Regions from separate parts of the Zea mays genome. Here region 2 is linked to region 1. Evidence: chromatin contacts called from public Hi-C data. All regions are on one chromosome and are shown on one strand. The core of a region is the stretch at or near the end of the contact, and the rest is flanking DNA. Distances in the headings are between cores, read along the strand shown. Region 1 holds the start of LOC100281850. Region 2 has its middle 79 kb from the start of LOC100281850.

Evidence for each region. A called contact is a pair of places that touch in the nucleus more often than the background predicts.
Region 2: a Hi-C map of ear shows a contact between it and region 1, with 2.1 times the contacts expected there. The contact joins the enhancer-like site here to the promoter of LOC100281850 in region 1. A contact is called at or near these places in 4 of 25 Hi-C or Micro-C datasets (ear, leaf and tassel).

The regions. Positions count from the first base shown.
Region 1 is chr9:6,392,967-6,395,816 of Zm-B73-REFERENCE-NAM-5.0, reverse strand. LOC100281850 reads left to right here and starts at 1,570. Exons shown (of 2, transcript NM_001154770.2): 1 at 1,570-1,870; 2 at 2,188-2,796. The coding sequence starts at 1,760. The coding sequence ends at 2,340.
Region 2 is chr9:6,472,180-6,474,950 of Zm-B73-REFERENCE-NAM-5.0, reverse strand. No RefSeq gene overlaps it. Among protein-coding and RNA genes, the nearest start is that of LOC100281850, 79 kb to the right of the region's middle. Within about 2 kb of position 1,425, at least 10 of the 20 cell types and tissues checked have an H3K27ac peak or open chromatin away from gene starts, as enhancers often do. A contact at or near this core is called in ear, where this site is marked.

The DNA.
Region 1 (2,850 bases), core at 321-2,820:
ACAGTTTGTTTTTGGGTCTCAATGTTTCAAAGGTTCGAACAGTAAAAAAGATTGTGTGTTTAGCAACTAAATCGAGCTAATGTTGTGTATTTAGCGGGCTAAATAAGGCTATTAGCGGCTAATTTTGGTTAGCGCTAAATAGTGTATCTCTTAGCTCCAGACCTCCTGAAAGGCTAGCGTGCAGCACTTCTTTCCTTCCACATTTAAAGGTAGAAAGCTAAAATTATGTATAGATAGGAATTTAAACCATAGTTTTTGGCTTTAAACTCGCGTCTGTACTCATCTAACCAACAGAACATATATATATATATATATATCTTTATGTTTTATACTCTACACTCAATTATGAATGAAAACCGTTGCAACCTACGAGTACCTAATTAACTAGTAAATAATACTTTACCCTGATTTCAGAGCTTACTAGAAAATCTAGAGTACGGCGATAGTGTAGGAGGCAACAAAGTTCTTTTTTTAAAAGGATCTTCACCAGTTATATATATATATATATATATATATATATATATATATATATATATATATATATATATATATAATGTACGTTGCATTCATATATACTAGATGCATCTCATATATTTTTTGTTTGTTTATGAGAAGTTTTTGAAACACATTTAGACATTGATTACAATATTCTGGATTTTTCTCTACTGTCTTTTGTAGCTGAATCTAATTTCTAGAAACTTTTGTTATCTAGTCCAAATCTATCATTAATAATTTTCCCAAAAATCGAGAAACCTAAAATGATTTTGTATGTTTAAAGAACCTTAATAAGTTAAAATCACATAAAAAACACAGTTTTTATCGTCGTGGTGCGACACCTCTTTCCTTCCATATTTATTTAAAGGTAGAAAGCTAAAATTATGTATAGACAGGAATTCAAACTATGGTTGTTGGTTTTAAACTCATGTTGGTACTCATCTAACCAACAAAACATACATATCTTAATATTTTATACTATACACACTCAATTACGAATGGAAACGGTTGCGACGTACGGGATCTAGACAACGACGATATATAGTGTAGGAGGCAACAAAGTTCTTTTTTGAAAGGATCTTCACCAGTTACCTACTGGTAGCCGAATTCCTTGGCACGCGGCAAGTGGAGTGGGAGGTTGGTCTGTGGCCGTAACTCATAACTAGACGGTGGGCCCGTGGGCGTCCGCTATTGACAGCAACAAGAGAGGGACCGGACGCGCCGCGGGCCCTCTCCCTCCCCGAAACCCCCAAATTCTCTGTAGGTGATGCCTGCAACGGCAGCGGGCCGGTTTCTTCACCACATCACTCGCTGTCTCTTGGCATCATCACGGATCGCGTTACATCTTCCTGTCCTTGTGCGCTTGTGCCCGCCTGACTCCAGCCACCTCTAGCTCAAGCTTCCCCCTCAAGCTCGGGCTGCTGCTCGGCTAGGACCAAACTACTTTGTAGCAGAGCTAACTAACTCCTCCGTCTGGCTCTCGGCTGGTCTCGTCTCCCCTATAAATTAAGCCCCCCGCCCCCTTTCTGCTTCCCATCGATCGCCACACTTGAGAGCTTGCCGTCCAGCGTTCATCGGATAGCTCCTGAGCTCGATCTCGGGTCGCGCACAGCTGCTCTCCCCTTCCTCCCGCTCAGCTCGCTCTTCGGTGCTGCTCTCGATCGTCGTCTCGCTCCATCACCGGCGGTCGCTTAGCCTCCGCGATCCCGGCCGGTGGTCTTCTTCGCCGCATTATCTCTCTCTCTCTCTCTCTAACACAAGGACGATGTCGAGCCGGAGGTCCCGCGCGTCGACGGTCTCGGAGGAGGAGATCAACGAGCTTATCTCGAGGCTGCAGACGCTGCTCCCCAGCGCGCGCCGCCGTGGCGGCAGCCAGGTATGAATATACGATACAACGCATGCGCATTCAAACCAAGATGTGCATGATCTAGCTAGCTAGCTAGGTAGTTTTACTTCTCTGATCTCACAGTATTGAGTAGTGACACTGACACCATCACACCGACACGACACACATGCATAAATTAAAGAGTGCTATACACTGCGGTGCCAGTGCCACCGTACCGCTTATTGCAAGTATGCATAAAGAGTGCTATTGGCAGCTGGTAGCTCACTCGCTCCAAGCCAAGAGATCGTCGTGGATCGTCTGATGATGTAAACAAAACAACGGTGGTGTGCGTACGATGTGATATGCAGGCGTCGACGACGAAGCTGCTCAAGGAGACCTGCAGCTACATCAAGAGCCTGCACCGGGAGGTGGACGATCTGAGCGACCGCCTGTCGGACCTCATGGCCAGCATGGACCACAACAGCCCCGGCGCCGAGATCATCCGCAGCCTCCTCCGCTAGCCCAAGTCCGTCCGTCCGGCCATGGCGTGACGGCCGGCCTCTCGCCATCGCCAGATCTCAGCGCATTGCCGAGTGTGTGTGTGTGTACCACATATAGCAGCTGAATATACCCAAGGACGACGTACGCCGACGACAGGCTAAGGCTGGTTTATTAATTGGTAGGGCATTATTAAGTACTACTCCGTATTAACTAGGGCTGCCTAGCTTAAGTATGGTTTCTCTCTCTTCCACTCTTGGCTGTTTGTTTCCTTGCTATACTCTCCTAGTAGCTTAGCTCCTTTTCCATTTGTTTGTACTTGGCTGCTTCGTCCCATGTTCGTCGTCGTCGTCGTGGTGGTGGTGTAAACCTATGTGTGTGGTCTGGATCGAGTTGTTTCCTCCTTGACAGACAACCGACCAACCCCGATCGATCTGTCAACTTGTACTACGTACGTACTGGTAATATATCAATATCTATATATATATCTACATGTCTCATCTGCCATCACGCAGCAGCTTAATTTGTTTACA
Region 2 (2,771 bases), core at 176-2,675, 79 kb before region 1:
TCGGTTTGCCTTCTAAAACCGGATGTGACAACTATACTGAGCATAGTCCAAAATTGTGTTATCTTCCTCCTCTTGTTCGTCCTCTAGAACTCCCGTTTCTCCATGCTTAGTCCAACAAATATAGTTAGGCATGAAGAGTTTTCTCTCTCGTTTTTACATTCTCTACATGAAAAATACATAAAACTTCTTTGTTTATGTCTATCAATCGTCTTGAGAAAATAATGAATACGTTTAATATATTTTTTTGAGCGTTCATCCAAGTTTCGGCAAAGGTGCGACTATACTGTTTTGTTTTACTATATACTAAAAATATACAACTAAACTTGATACTCCCTTCGTCCTAAATTAAAATTTATTTTAATTAATTGATAAATTTATACAATATACTTGTTGTATGTATTTTATATATTTGTCTAGATTTATCATTGCTTATTTGAATATAAACATAAAAATTCAGAGTTAAAAGAAATACTATTTTAGTATGGAGTGAATACATTATAGTTCAACCGCCATGGATGCACATATTTTGGACAATTTTCTGACAAAATATACCTTTGATTTAAACTTTTTCTTTACATGGGAGGATGGTAAAAAGAGGATGTCTATTTTACTAATGTGAGCAGTTTTCTAATGAGATATGTTTTTTTTGTTTATTCACGTATTAGGCTTATTTGGGACGACTTTTTTCTTAAGATATTTTTGAGAATCTGGATTCTTAAATAATCTAGCTATCACGAGATTCTGGATATCGTAAAGCTGACGTGTGGAGGAAGATGAAGGGGTATACACGATTTAGGGTTTATGAAGGGGCGGATTACACCATCGCGACGACTAGGCGAATTCTATATTCACATTGATTTGAATGATTTTTAGAAAAGATTCTCACGGGGTGAGAAATGAAACGTTTGACTATGAGAAATCGATCCTGATGACCAAAAGTCGGCTAAAAGTCGAAACAAATAGGGCATTTTTCAGAAAAAAATCCCCGACATTTGCACAATACTATACGTAGCCTAGAGAATCCCTTGAAGAGATTATGTCGATCTATGTCTTAAAGCATGGACGAAAGCCATACTGTTGACTGCAAAATTTCTATTTCTCGAAACAATATTTAAAATTTGCCTCCAATAATTATCACGTGGGAATGCCGGCTGCCTGATTCAGCGCGCGGTACCACCTGAATCCGGGGTCCGCCGATCTTCTCAAACAGTCAAAGAAGAGTAACTCTTCTCAGCTGACAGGAAATGCACATGATAATGAAGAACGCATGCCGCATGCAGCAGATTCCGGAAGCACTCGTTGCTGCCCGGTCGGCTAGTTCTGCAGCAACACGTGAGACGAGTCCACTCCAGATGGCAGATGCATGCACTGCGAAACAAACAGAAACAGCTAGAGCCTAGTAGCGCTCCAGTGCCGCAACTGCTAGCAACCTTGAAGTCAGGTAACGCCCAGATCATGAGCTGCTCGGAGACAACAGAGTGGGGCAGAGCAGCATTGATCTGGTCGGATCCACACCTTTGATGCAGAAGGACGCAGATCGGGCATCACCGGTTTACGCAACGGCAGCGCAATAATGCGCGGCAGGCAAGCGGCGGCAAGTGCATGCCCCCCCCCCCCCCCCCCCCCCCCCCCCCCCCCCCGGCTGGCCATGGCGGGGAGATGTGGGTTGAGCAGGCCGCCGATGGGGACGACCAGGAGTTGGTCCACCCACAGGCCCCAGCACTGGCCGTGGCCCGACTGTGTCTTGCTTCGCCCTAGATGCACGACAAGGTTTGCAATTTGGCAGACATTTATTTGGCTGCACTAAAGAGCGTAACCGACGCTCTGCTAGTACTAGTTAGTTGTACGTTCGTTGCTATAATTTTTATATATCATAGGTAAACCTGGGTATCATAGATAAATCTAGTTTGCATGGGATATTTATTTAGACAAGATCTAAGCTCATAGACTTATAGATCGCGCCAAAGGGTGACAAATGTGTGGACCAGAATTGGGTCACCGACAGTCGGGCACCTTCGGATCGAGCCAAATCAATGCCAAGCTAGGCGTGCGGCGGTGTCATCTCTGTCGGCACAACGGATCTGACGGTGTGCCTCATGCAGATCTAAACGCGTGGCAACACGCTCTTAGGGTCGGATCCCGTGGATCTTACCGTGTCTCGTGGTACACCTAGGATTTCGCCTTAGAGACATCGAGGCAGTGATGTGGCGAGGAGATAGGTGGAGAAGACATGCAGAGGTATGTGGTGTGAGGTGAGACACGATGAAGTTTTTTTCTCGCTTTTTTTCTATGCTCGCGAGATCAGGACCGACGTGTGAGTAGGTACTAGACTATAAATGATCAAATGGGTCATGATTGGTGGTCTAGCCTTAGGCACGCCCCATTTAACAGAATCACGACCAAGCCCGGGAATCGTGACAAGCCTAGGGCACCTTCTCGACCCGCAGTGTCGGACCGAACCAACATGATTATATATTTTTATGTTTTTGTATTAATATATACATATTCAATATTCATCCTTTGAATAACAAAAATAAACATAAGATGTAGGGGGTTAGAAGAGGACGGCATTGTCCTGAGCATGTGTGTGTTTGTATATATATATATATATATATATATATATAAGCAGATCGTGATAGTTTCGTTTCCACTGATTGCGCGCAAAATTATCCATAAATATAGTATCGTTCCAACTGCTATGCAGCTAGGCTCGTTAGAACAAGTTTATGATATATACTGATACGAATTATGCTACACGGTGTAGGTATTTA